Linked DNA regions of Pan troglodytes: regions 1 and 2 are each linked to region 3. Evidence: chromatin contacts called from public HiChIP or PLAC-seq data. All regions are on one chromosome and are shown on one strand. The core of a region is the stretch at or near the end of the contact, and the rest is flanking DNA. Distances in the headings are between cores, read along the strand shown. Region 1 holds the start of ATP5F1D (ATP synthase F1 subunit delta). Region 2 holds the start of RNF126 (ring finger protein 126). Region 3 holds the start of ARID3A (AT-rich interaction domain 3A).

What was found. HiChIP or PLAC-seq counts read pairs in DNA pulled down with a chosen protein or histone mark.
Region 1: a contact with region 3 is called in an H3K4me3 HiChIP or PLAC-seq map of stem cell-derived excitatory neurons, with 6 times the contacts expected there. The contact joins the promoter of ATP5F1D here to the promoter of ARID3A in region 3. A contact is called at or near these places in 1 of 7 Hi-C or Micro-C datasets (stem cell-derived neural progenitor cells) and 1 of 1 datasets of contacts at active chromatin or transcription factors (stem cell-derived excitatory neurons).
Region 2: a contact with region 3 is called in an H3K4me3 HiChIP or PLAC-seq map of stem cell-derived excitatory neurons, with 6 times the contacts expected there. The contact joins the promoter of RNF126 here to the promoter of ARID3A in region 3. A contact is called at or near these places in 1 of 7 Hi-C or Micro-C datasets (stem cell-derived neural progenitor cells) and 1 of 1 datasets of contacts at active chromatin or transcription factors (stem cell-derived excitatory neurons).

What each region holds. Positions count from the first base shown.
Region 1 is chr20:3,534,304-3,538,220 of NHGRI_mPanTro3-v2.0_pri, reverse strand. It overlaps ATP5F1D (ATP synthase F1 subunit delta), which reads right to left and starts at 1,719. Exons shown (of 5, transcript XM_009434265.4): 1 at 1,445-1,719; 2 at 827-980. The coding sequence starts at 1,585.
Region 2 is chr20:2,941,399-2,945,310 of NHGRI_mPanTro3-v2.0_pri, reverse strand. It overlaps RNF126 (ring finger protein 126), which reads left to right and starts at 1,490. Exons shown (of 9, transcript XM_016934488.4): 1 at 1,490-1,764. The coding sequence starts at 1,690.
Region 3 is chr20:3,209,430-3,213,285 of NHGRI_mPanTro3-v2.0_pri, reverse strand. ARID3A (AT-rich interaction domain 3A) reads right to left here and starts at 1,570. Exons shown (of 9, transcript XM_016934503.4): 1 at 1,398-1,570. LOC107969633 (a long non-coding RNA gene) reads left to right here. Exons shown (of 2, transcript XR_001711569.4): 2 at 1-896.

The sequences.
Region 1 (3,917 bases), core at 470-2,969, 320 kb before region 3:
ACCCCGGCCTTCCAAAGTGCTAGGATTACAGGTGTGAGCCACCACACCCAGCCTCGCCTGGTCAGTTTCTTTTTATTTTTTGTAGAGACAGGGTCTCACTCTGCTGCCAAGGCTAGTTTCAAACTCCTAGGCTTAAGCGATTCTCCCACTTCAGTCTCCCAAAGTGCTGAGATTACAGGCATGAGCCACTGGGCCTGGGTGGTTTTACATTTCTTGCTTCGACCATCCTACATTGGTTGGTCCAGAGCCAGTCATAAACCGGCTGAGAGCAGAGTCCCCTCTGGTTCGCTTTCATCACCGGCCAGCCCAGGCTCCTCAGTGGACAAACCTGCTAAAACTGTATTTTTCTTATTTGAGATGGAGTTTCACTCTTGTTGCCCAGGCTGGAGTGCAGTGGCACAAACTCCTCAGCCTCCTGACTAGCTGGGACTACAGGCACCCGCCACCATGCCTGGCTAATTTTTTGTATTTTTAGTAGAGACGGGGTTTCACCGTGTTAGCCAAGATGGTCTCGATCTCCTGACCTCGTGATCCCCCCGCCTCGGCCTCCCAAAGTGCTGGGATTACAGGCGGGAGCCACCGCGCCCGGCCAGTTTTCTGTATTTTTAGAAGAGACGGGGTTACATCATGTTGGCCAGGCTGGTCTCCGAACTCCTGACCTCAGGTGATCCACCTGCCTCGGCCTCCCAAAGTGCTGGGATTACAGGCGTGAGCCACCGTGCCCGGCCTAGAACTATTTTTTCTCGCAGCCTCAACTGAGACGGAGACTGACCTGGGATGTGGAGCCCCAGCCTGGCCTGGCCCTGCAGCCCTCCACCGGACTCACCAAAGTATTTGGAGGTGGTGCCGTCCTCTGCATGCACCACGACCAGCCCCGGCCGCAGGACCTGCAGCGTGGGCACGTGGGCCGCCAGGATGCCGAAGGCTCCGGTCAGCGTGGGCACGTCCACCTGCCGGACGTTGGCACCGTTGAAGAACACCTGCAGACAACAGCGTGGGGAATGATGGCGGGGCAGGCCGGCCCCGCGCCCACCGGGGACTCGGCCTGTCCTGCTAAGACATGGGTCAGGGCAGGACCTGGCGCTGATGTGAGGCACTGAGACAACCCAGCGCAGGGATCCGAAGTTGCAGCTTTGGTCCTCAACAGTTGCGCCTCATTCTACTGATCCGCGAAATGGGAATGCAACGATCCGGCGACACCCAGGCTTTGGCCAGGGAGATCGGGGAGGGCACCCAGGAGACGCTTATCTCGGGGAGGTGCCCGGGACGAGGGCAGCGCAGGGGTCGGGCAGCAGAGGCAGGGCCGAGGGTCCAGGGCTGAGTAGCCTCGGCTTCCGGGGCGCGCGGGTCCGGGGGCCCGGAAGCGGGGGTCGCGCCCTGGGGGTGGGGACCCTGGACTCCGGGGGCGGCGGCCACGGAGGGTCCCGACCCGCAGCGCCCGAACCTGCGTGGGAGAGGCGAAGGTGAAGGACATCTGGTTGGGGCCAGAGGCGGCAGCCGGGGCGGCGGCGGCCTCGGCATAGGCACGGGCGTGGCGGACGAGGCGGCCAAGTCCCGGGCGGCGGAGCAGCGCGGCGGGCAGCATGGCAGCGGCGAGCGGCAGGAAGCGAGTAGCTGGCGGACAGCGGACTCCGGCGCGGCGCGGGCGGCCTGGAGGGCGAGGAGGACGACGCGCAGGGACGTCTGGGAGGAGGGGTCCCGGCGAGAGCGCAAGCGCGAACTACGACTCCCGGCAGGGCGCACGCCACGTTGACGACGCAGCGCCCCGTCGTGAGGTATTCTGGGGGTTGCAGTTTTGTTCCGGCCCGGGCTGCGGCAGAACCAGGGGGTGGTCAGATAAGGGCGGTGAAACGGTCCTGGGAGGTGGAGTAAAACGAACTTCAGTGAAATTCAAGATTCGGCTGCGTGGTGGCTCACGACTGTAATACCAGCGCTTTAGGAAGCTGAGGCCAGAGGATCACTTGAGGCCAGGAGCTGGAAACCAGCCTGGGCAACAGTGTAGATCGCCCCCACCCTCGACCCGTCTGTACAAAAAAAAAAAAAAAAAAAGATTTTTGGGGCGCTCATTGGATGCAGGGCCCTGGATAGACATCAAGAAAACATCAAGTTTCCTGCTCTGGGCCAGGTGTGGTGGCTCCAACCTGTAATCCCAGCACCTTGAGAGGCCAAGGCAGGAGAATCACTTGACCCCAGGAGATGGAGACCAGCCTGGGCAACAGAGGGAGACCCCGTCTCTACAAATAATCAAAATTAGCCGGGCGTGGTGATGCACGCCTGTGGTCCCAGCTACTGGGGAGGCTGAGGCGGGAGCATCGCTTGGGCCTAAGGAGGTTGAGGCTGCAGTGAGCTATGATTGCACCACTGCACCCTAGCCTGGGCAACAGAGTGAGAATCCCACTCTGGGGCCGGGGGTTGTTTAGCAGACATTTGAGATCATTAATAAGCAGGTCAGGCCGGGCGCGGTGGCTCACGCCTGTAATTCCAGCACTTTATCCTATCTGCAGGGCGAGGCAGGCGGATCACCTGAGGTCAGGAGTTTGAAACCAGCCTGGTCAACATGGCGAAACCTTGTCTCTACTAAATATACAAAAATTAGCCGAGCATGGTGGTGGGCGCCTGTAATCCCAGCTACTCGGGAGGCTGAGGCAGGAGAATAGCTCGAACCCGGGGGGGGGCGGGGGGGGGGGCGGAGGTTGCAGTGAGCCGAGATCGCGCCACTGCACTCCAGCCTGGGCGACTGAGCAAGACTCTGTCTCAAACAAAAAAATAAATAAAATTTAAAAATAAACACGTCGTAGTGGTAGGTGGTGGCAAAAGCCAAAAATAAATAACAGTAAAAGCCGAGAAAGTGTGCAGGACGGGACAGGGTGGAAGGCTGCAGGTGCAGCTGTTCTAGGAGACGGCGACCACGGCGAGGGGCACAGCGCGGGCGCGCGGGAGGGCTCGCTGGGGATCCCGGACCCCGGCGCGCTGCTCCTCGACGCCGGCAGAGAGCGCTCCGCGCCCGGAGATGCGCTCGCCGCCCCCCACCTCCTGCCTGGCCGTCGCCCCCGTGCGCCTCTGACGCAGGAGCGCGTGCGCGGGCGGCTGGGGGCTCCGTTGCCGTCAGCCAGCGGCCCGCGCAGCCTCGCTCGCGGCTATGACGTCACCGCCCCGCCCCCGCGCTCACGCAGGTCTGCGGCACCCGGCCGGGCCCCCAGCCCCGCTCCTTAGGCTCCGGGAAAATGCGGAATCGGGGATGGCGGGGGTTGGGGCTCGGGCTCCCTGGAAAGGGCCTTGAGCCTGGCGCGGTGGGCTGGACCCCAGGGGTGCAGGGAGCAGGGGAGGGCCTGGGGCTGTGGCTTTACAAGGGTGCAGCCAGGGAGATCCAATGCCTCCTGCTGTGGGCGAATCCGACACCATCCGTGGCTCCCTACATCCGGAGGCTGCACCCTCGCCCCCTGCCCGTGTTCAGGCCAGTGCAATGGCGGGCGCCACTGTCCCCTGGAACCCAAGCACCTGAAGAAGGCCCTGCTGGTCCGACTCAGGATGAAGGCGTGGGCCTGGCTCCTCCCCCCGGGCCAGCGCTGTGACGGTCACTTGGAGCTGGTCATCCTGGCCCTGGCTCGGGGAATGCAGACGAGGAGGCCTGTTCACTTTTCGAGTCGTGACCTATGCACCTCCTGGCTCTCAGGACCGCATATCCAGCTGCCACTCCAGGAAACTGGGAGGCCTAATAGACTCAGTCTCACTCGTGGAACCACTTCCCTCCAGTCCCCACTCCAGGGTCGCCCACGGGTGAAGGCGCCATTACTCCAGCCCCAAACCTGGGGTTCCTCTGGAATTCCGCCCTGTCCCGGCCTGTGCACCCAGCATGGGCACCGCTGCTACCATCTCTTTCCTAGCAGGCCCCAGCCTCCCCCCGTTTAGTACAGGTA
Region 2 (3,912 bases), core at 241-2,740, 270 kb after region 3:
CCTGGCCAACATAGTGAAACCCCGTCTACTAAAAATACAAAAATTAGGCGGGCGTGGTGGTGCCCAGCCTGTAATCCCAGCAACTTGGGAGCCTGAGGCAGGAGAATCACTTGAACCCGGGAGGCGGAGGTTACAGTGAACCGAGATTGCGCCATTGCACTGCAGCCTGGGCAACAGAGCCAGACTCCATCTCTAAAAAACAAACAAACAAAAAATCTAAATGCACAGGCTCCAACTCTTAATTCCTCAACAGTCTGGCTCCAATGCCTCATTTTGCAGGAAGTCCAACTCCAACCAAATCCTATTCATCCCTCAGCCCTGGTTCCAATGTCCTTACCCCTCGGAAGCCCTCTCTCTCTTTCCCCAGGCAGAGCCAAAGTCACCCTTGAGTCCCACGATCCAGTCCAATCTCATGGGGCTGGGGGTATCTGCGTGCATTCAGCATAGGGTCTGGTATGCAGTAGGTGCTCAATGAGTGTTGAGTGAAGAAAGAAATACATGCATGAGGCCGGGTGCGGTGGCTCATGCCTGTAATCCCAGCACTTTGGGAGGCCGAGGCGGGCGGATCACGAGGTCAGGAGTTCAAGACCAGCCTGGCCAAATATAGTGAAACCCCGTTTCTACTAAAAATACAAAAATTAGCCGGTGTGGTGGCGGGTGCCTCTAGTCCTAGCTACTCGAGAGGCTGAGGCGGGAGAATCGCTTGAACCCTCGGCAGGCGGAGGTTGCAGTGAGCCGAGATCGGGCCATTGCACCCCAGCCTGGGTGACAGAGTGAGACTCCGTCTCAAAAAAAAAAAGAAAAAAGAAATGCATGCATGATTGGGCCAGAACTAACCTCAGAAATGATCCTGGCCTGCGCTGGGTGATGATACCGTTTCTACTGATTAAATTTGGAAGCAGGGGTTAGGTTTCCTGCCCTCTCCGCACCCGAGAGGCGCCTGGGCCGTCAGCCCGCGGAGCATCTTGGAAACAAGGCCACAACCCACAGACCTCAGCCTCTGTCTGACCCCACGGGTCCCGGTGAGGCCCAGACAGCACCCTGAGCCCCGGGTCTGCCTGTATTCCGCAGCGCTGAGGGAATGCCTGCTGTGTGTCAGGCGCTGCTGCGGGTCCAAAAATCCCTTTGCTGCGCAGCTGACCTGACAGTGCATCGGGAGGAAATCAGTGCCACGGAGCAGGAGGGCAGCAGAGAAGACCTTGTAAGCTGACATTTGAGCAAAGACCTGGAAGAAAGCCACGCGGGCGTCGGGAGAGCGCTGCACCGGGCAGGGGGCGGGGGAGAGGGCGCCTGGCGAGCCCCAGGAACTGTGGGGACAGTGGGCTGAAGTACCGTGAGGGGAGACGGCGATGAGGTAGGGAAGCACTGAGGGACACGAGGGCCTCGGCCCCGCCCCGCGCACGCCCGGCTTCTCGTCTCTTCCGCCGCCTGCTTTGGCCCCGCCCCCGCTGGAAGCCCCGCCCCCGCTCGGAGCCCCGCCCAACGGCCGGGCCTAGTTTGTCTCTCAGCGGCCACCGTCGCCCGGGCCGCTGCCCGCCGAGTGCGCAGCTTTCGCCGCTCCCGCGCCCCCGCTCCGCCCCGCGTGCCGTGCGTGCCGTGCGTGAGCGCGTCGGCCGGCGAGGGAGCAGCAAACGGCCGGCGGCGGGTGCCGCGCGGGGGGCGGGCGGCGCGGAGTAGGTGGCGGCGGCCATGGCCGAGGCGTCGCCGCATCCCGGACGGTACTTCTGCCACTGCTGCTCCGTGGAGATCGTCCCGCGCCTGCCGGTGAGGCCCGGGCCGGGGCGGCGGGCGGCAGGGTCTGTGCCGCAGGCCTGAGGCAAGGCCGGGGCCGGGGTGGGGGTCGCTTGCTCCCGCCTCTTGCGCGAGCTGACCACGACGGGAAAACTGAGGCTCGGGGCAGCGCCGGCCCAGGCTGAATCCGCGGGGAGCCCGGGCGGTGCGCGCGCGAACCCCGTCCTGTACATGCGGGAGACTGAGGCCCGGGCGGGAGGCAGGGCCTGGCCGGAGCGGCGCAGCGGGATCGCGGCCGGGTGACCCCACATCCGCGGCGTTCCCGACCCGAGAGGCCGCGAGGATCCCAGGTGGGATCCCTAAGCCCGGTGAGCCTGGTTTTGCAAACGGAGAAACTGAGGCCCGGCGAGCAGAGAGAGGGTATTGCCCGGTGGCGCGGCGCGGGGCAGGGGCTGGGCCTGGCGGGGCTCGGACCCCGAGAATAACGCCAGGGGACCCCCGCCGAGCGCGTGGTTGGGGGCGCCGTCGCCTCGCTGCAGGCTCGCCTCGTGGAGCCCTGGCCGCCGCCTTGGAGGCAGGCCCAGGCCCGGAACGCTCCAGGCACTGTCCCGGAGTCCGACCGCGGCCCGCCGGCGGGGCTTTGTGAGCGGAGCCTGCGTTCCTCCCCTCCCGGGGCTTGGCTGCGCAGCCCACCCTTCCTCCAGGTGTTTACAGCCGCCCCTCACCGAAGAGGACCCTGGGCCTGGGCGTGCCGAGTGCTACTTCCTGCTCGTTTAGGGCAGTGTTTCCCACGCGGACCTGATGTCACCTTGGGGGAGGTGGGAGCAGCGCTCGTTGAAGGTGCTATTTCCAGGCCCCTTTTCCAGGGTTTCGGAGTCAGTAGGTGTGGAATGCGCTCAGCAGTCTGCATTTCTAATATTATTTTTAGGAATGGGGTCTCCCTGTGTTGCCCAGGCTGGTCTTGAACTCCTGGGCTCAAGCGATTCTTCTGGCTCAGCCTCCTAAAGCGCTGGGATTACAGGTGTGAGCCACCGTGCCCGGCGGTGGTCTGCATTTTTAACCCGTGTTGCCCTTCGCCAGGCTGACGTGCAAAGTGGTGATTTAGTCGAGCCACCCGTGCTTTATAGATGGGGAAACTGAGGCGCGTGGTGGCTCAGCGGGAAAGTGGCAGAGCCGGCTTTGTCGGGAGCCGCTTGGCCAGCTTAAGGGGAGCAGCCGCAGGAGGTGGAGGGGTCTGGACTCCCCACCCTGTGCCCAGGGGAAGAGGCTGCAGGCATTGAGGATTTACTGTGCTGTGTGCGTAGCCACCCGGCTGTTGCTACGCTTTGATCCGTAAGAGAAGTCCAAGCCCCCCAGAAGCAGTGCAGTTCCCCGGGAGTAGAGACCCAGGAAGGGGCTGGAGGGAGTCAGGAGAAGCCGCCTGTCTCTGGGTCACAGAGGAGGAGCGAGTGTTAGAGTTGGGGCATGGCGGGAGAGCGGGGCCAGGCCCAGGAGTGGAGAGAGAGAGGTGTGGTTTCCTCTCTACTGAAGCCACAGGGCTTCCCCTCCCCAGCAGGAGGAACAAATAAAGTGAAATCTCGGGTGTGGGGCGAAGGTTGGGGAGCTGAGACTGAGCCTTGCCTTGCTCCTCTGTCTCCCAGGGGTCTCGCTCTTGCCTCTTCCAGCTTTCTGTCCCCACTGGCCGTGGCAGGAGAGGCTGGTTGCCTGACAGCCCGCCCGCCTGGGTGAGTTGCAGGGCAGCCCCTTGCAGCCCCTTGAGCCCTGGGACAGGCCTGGGAAGCCCCTGGGAAGCCTGGAGTGGTGGCTGTGGGGGGCCGACACTGCCTTGACTCGGCTGCACATTTAGCTGCTCCTAGAGCCCGCACAGGACTGGATCCTGGTGTGGTGGAGCCACTTCCTCGCCCCGTGGCCTTGGACACGGAGGACCCTGACCTCCTCCGACTGTCACTGGGCCTGGGGAGGGCCTTCCTGTAGTGACAGGAACTCTGTGGTGACAGGCCGCTGTGGTCTTTGCCCTCACAGAATTTACAGGCTGGCCAGGGAGCCAGCATGGAACAGTGATTGACAAATATTTAATCATGGACGTTGGTAGATTCCTTAAGAGCAAATAACTGCAGAGAGGGCTGCGGGGACCTGCCCGTGTCCACCTCGCGGGTGATCCCAAGGGCATCTGCTTGTGCC
Region 3 (3,856 bases), core at 321-2,820:
CAAGAGCCCTTTGTCCTCGACCCCCACCCCCATTTTATGACAGCCCCAAGGGAGAGGCTGGGACGGGGCGCTGGGTGGTCGGTCGTTGGACCAGGCAGGGGTGGGGGGCGGAGGGATCCTGGGCCACACCCTCCTCCCCCCAGGCCTCCGGAGAGAGGTCACCCGCTCGGCCCGGGCCTTGCAAAACATGGTTATTTAAAGAGTTGTGCAAGGCCCCGGGCCCGCGGGTGGCGAAAGGGGCCCCTCACTCCACGAAGGGAAGAGGAGGGGGAGGGGCGGGGCAGAAAGCTGGGGAGGGGGCTAAGAAAGTCCTGGGTTGGGGGGTGCCTGGAGGAAGTGAGAAAAAAACTCAAGAAGGAGAAGAAATAAGAAGACAGAAACCCTGGTCCGGATTTCAAAGGCTTCTTGGAAAGCGGCCGATTTGCATGGGGGGGGAACCCCTCCAGCCCGAGCGCCTAAAAACGGAAGATAATTGAACCCGCCGCCCGGGGCCGGCGCCGAGCGTTGGAGTTGACAAACGCGCGCTCCCAGCGCTTCCTGCGCCCGCTTTTGTGTCTGGGGGGCCCTGAAACGGGTCAGGGGGCTCTTCCTGGGTATCCCCGCCGAGGAACCGGGCGCCCGGGCCCAACCCACCCCGGCGCGCGGGGGCCGCGGTGTCTCCCCCGGGGGCCCCTCTCTGCGCTGGGGCGGACACTTTATAAATAAACCAGCCCGGCTGGGGAGGCTCGCCGGGAACTACCCTCCCTCCTCTCCGGGCTCCCGAATAAATCCCTGATTTCGGGGAGAAAGAATAAAAATGAAATAAAATATCGGGGTGCAGCCCCCCGCGCGCGCGCAGAGACCATTTCCTTCCGCTGGGGGGGGGGGGCGCGCACTCGCGACCCCCGATCGCCCCTGCTCGCCCCTGAGCGATTGATCCAGTGGGGAGTGAAGTCTCCAAGCGGGGTGCAGAGAAAACTCCCCGAACCCCAGCCCTCCAGGGCCGCCTTCCCAGTCCGGGACCCCCACCAACATCTCCGCCCAACTTTGGGGACCCCCTTCTTTGGCTTCCAGGACGCACTGCGCCCACCCCGGCACCGGAACCCGCGCTGGGAACGGCCAGCGCGCCCCCCAGCCTTACCGCGCAGGGCGGCTCGTAGTGGGGCGCGCGCCCCGCGCCTGGGGTCGGCCTGCCCGGGCCCGCCTGGCTTCCAGCCGCCGGTGCGCGCCGCTGGCTCCCGGCCCCCGACCCACGGGGCTGTGCCGCGCGCCGACTCACCGAGCCGCCAGCCGCGTCCGCGTCTACACCCCTCCGCCCGATTGGTAAGAGGCGCCCCGCGCGCGGCCGGCCCCCGCCCCGCCCCTCCCCCACCCCCAGACAAATCACCAGGGGACGAGTCGCTCTCGGATGCAAATACCTGGCCGGTGATTCAGCGCCGCGGCCCGGGCGCGGGAGGGCCTCGCCAGGGCTCCCCACTTTTCCCCGCACGCCCCCTCGCCCCCCTCCCGCGGTCTGACGACGCGCAACCAGCCCGGGGGCGCTGGGGAGCCGGGCAGAGTGGACGGAAATTTTCAGGTCGCGGCCCCTTTAAAGGATAATAAATAATAAACGGGAAGGGGAACAGCGCCGCGGGAGGCCCCGCCCCCGGCCTAGGGACGGTGGGCAAAGTGCGCGACGCGGCCCCAAGCGCAGAGGGTGCCGGGGGCAGGGGCTGGGGCGGGAGCGCCCCGGGGGAAGAAGAGGGGACTGACTGGGGCTCCGCCTGGGCGGGCTGGCCGGAGGCATCGGAGCCAGATCCGGGACCAAGACTCTTCCCTTCTTACGGAGCACCTAGGCTGGGCCTCGTGGACTCGGAGTTTCACCTTCGCCCCTTAGATGGAGAGACCCTGAGAGAGTGACTTCACTCTCCGGAGCCGCCGTTTCCAAGTCTGAGAAATGGGCTTGAAAGACCCGGTGCAGAGCTGGGCGGGCGGCGTCGGAGGGAGGGAACCAGGGTCTCGCCGGCCTCCCTCTGGGGAGGGACGGGCTGCAGACGGGGACTCGGCGCGGGCGTGGGGAGGTGCGCGCGGGGACCTGGAGCCCCTTTGTGAAACCAGGACGACCCTGCCCGGCCCGGCTGTCACCAGCGTCGGGAGCTCGGCTGCCCACCACCCCCCCGTGAAGATGGTGATGACTTACACGGTCTGAGCGGTCGCTTGCCCAACCACGTGCCCCGCGCCTCCCTCCAGGGAGGTCCCTGCACGTCTCCAGCCCTCACTCCTCTCTGTAGTTGGCAACCTTCTTGTCGCCACTGCGCAGAGCAGGAAACTGAGGCACCGAGCGGGGTGCAAGGAAGGCGGTCGGGAGGGGGACGCGTGCTCTGCAGGGAGCTGTGTGCGCGGGAAGCGACCCCAGGGGGCTAAGCGCAGAGGCCCAGGCTCCAGCCCGGACGTGAGCCCCGGGGGAGCCTGGAGGGCGGGCAGGGGCCACCCGGGGGGACCCTCACTTGTGGAGGGTCTCTGGCGGGCTCGGGTCCCCGGTCCTGAGTGTTGGGGGCGGGGTCGTAGTCGTCTCCCTCCCCTTCCCCTAGACTAGCACACGGCATTGCAACTTTCTCTCTGTCCTTCCACCTAGTTGCACCTCCTCCCTCCACAAAACTGCAACCGGGGCCGGTGCCGTGGCTCACGCCTGTCATCTTAACACTTTGGGAGGCGGAGGTGGGCGGATCATCAGAGGTCAGGAGTTCGAGACCAGCCTGGCCAACAAGGTGAAACCCCATCTGTACCAAAAATACAGAAATAGCCGGGCATGGTGGCGCGCGCCTGTAGTCCCAGCTACTTGGGAGGCTGAGGTAGGAGAATCGCTTGAATCCGGGAGGTGGAAGTGGCAGTGAGCCGAGATCGCGCCACTGCACTCCAGCCTGGGTGACACAGTGAGACTCCACCTCAAAAACAAAACAAAACAAAAAACTGCCGGCAGGAGAGCTGCCCCCGACTCCAAGGCCTGAATCCAGCCTTCCAGCCCCAGGGCCACGTGTAGCCTAATGGCGGCAGGTGTCTGAGAGGCCTCCACCATAAGGCTATATTAAACACCAAACCCAGCTGCCACCCCTATCTCCGATGGAGAGGCCTGAGACACCTGCCCCAAGTTGGGGGTGCTTTGGAGAGACGCTCCCTGCAGCGGGATAAAGGGGTGTGGGGGTACCCCCTTCTAGGGCCAGGACCCAGCTCAGGTCTGAAGGTGCAGGAAGTCCCTCCCACCTACGATGGAGCACCTGGAGGCCAGCAGACCCGAAAGGCACCTGGAGGGCAGGTGCATGGGCCTGTCTGTGCCTCAGTTTATGCCTCTATAAAATGGGCCAATGTTAATTCAACCCTTTCACCATCCTGTTCTGGATTAGGCTGCCCTTTGTTCAAAGGGAAGGGCACAGGGTGGGGGCATAATTACCCCCAGGGCAGGAAGGGTAGAGCCCCTACCCATTTCCCAGGAGGAAGCTGTGATCTGGGTAGCTGGCTGCAGCTTCCCCCGAAGGGGCCGCCCAGGGGGGTGAGGGGATGCAGGATGGCAGCTGCCTGCAGTGAGGGGGCTCCTATTTTTAGCCCAGAGAGGGAGCCGGGAATGTCTACGCAGACTAGCTGGCTCCACCATATTCCAGATGCCCTCATGCCCCGCAGGGGTAGGCAGCAGTGTGGATTTAGATCAGTACAGACCTCTCCCAGTCTCTTTCTCAAGCTGTGCATTGGGCACAGCGGCCCCAGCTTTAAACATTTCCTAACCAGACCATCTCCTGGGGGCACAGCAGCCCTAGCTCTGAAGGTTTCCCAGCCAGACCATCTCCTGGGGGCGCCTGGGGCTTTGGGAACCTCCCCCACACAAAAACAGCCTGATCCTCCCCCA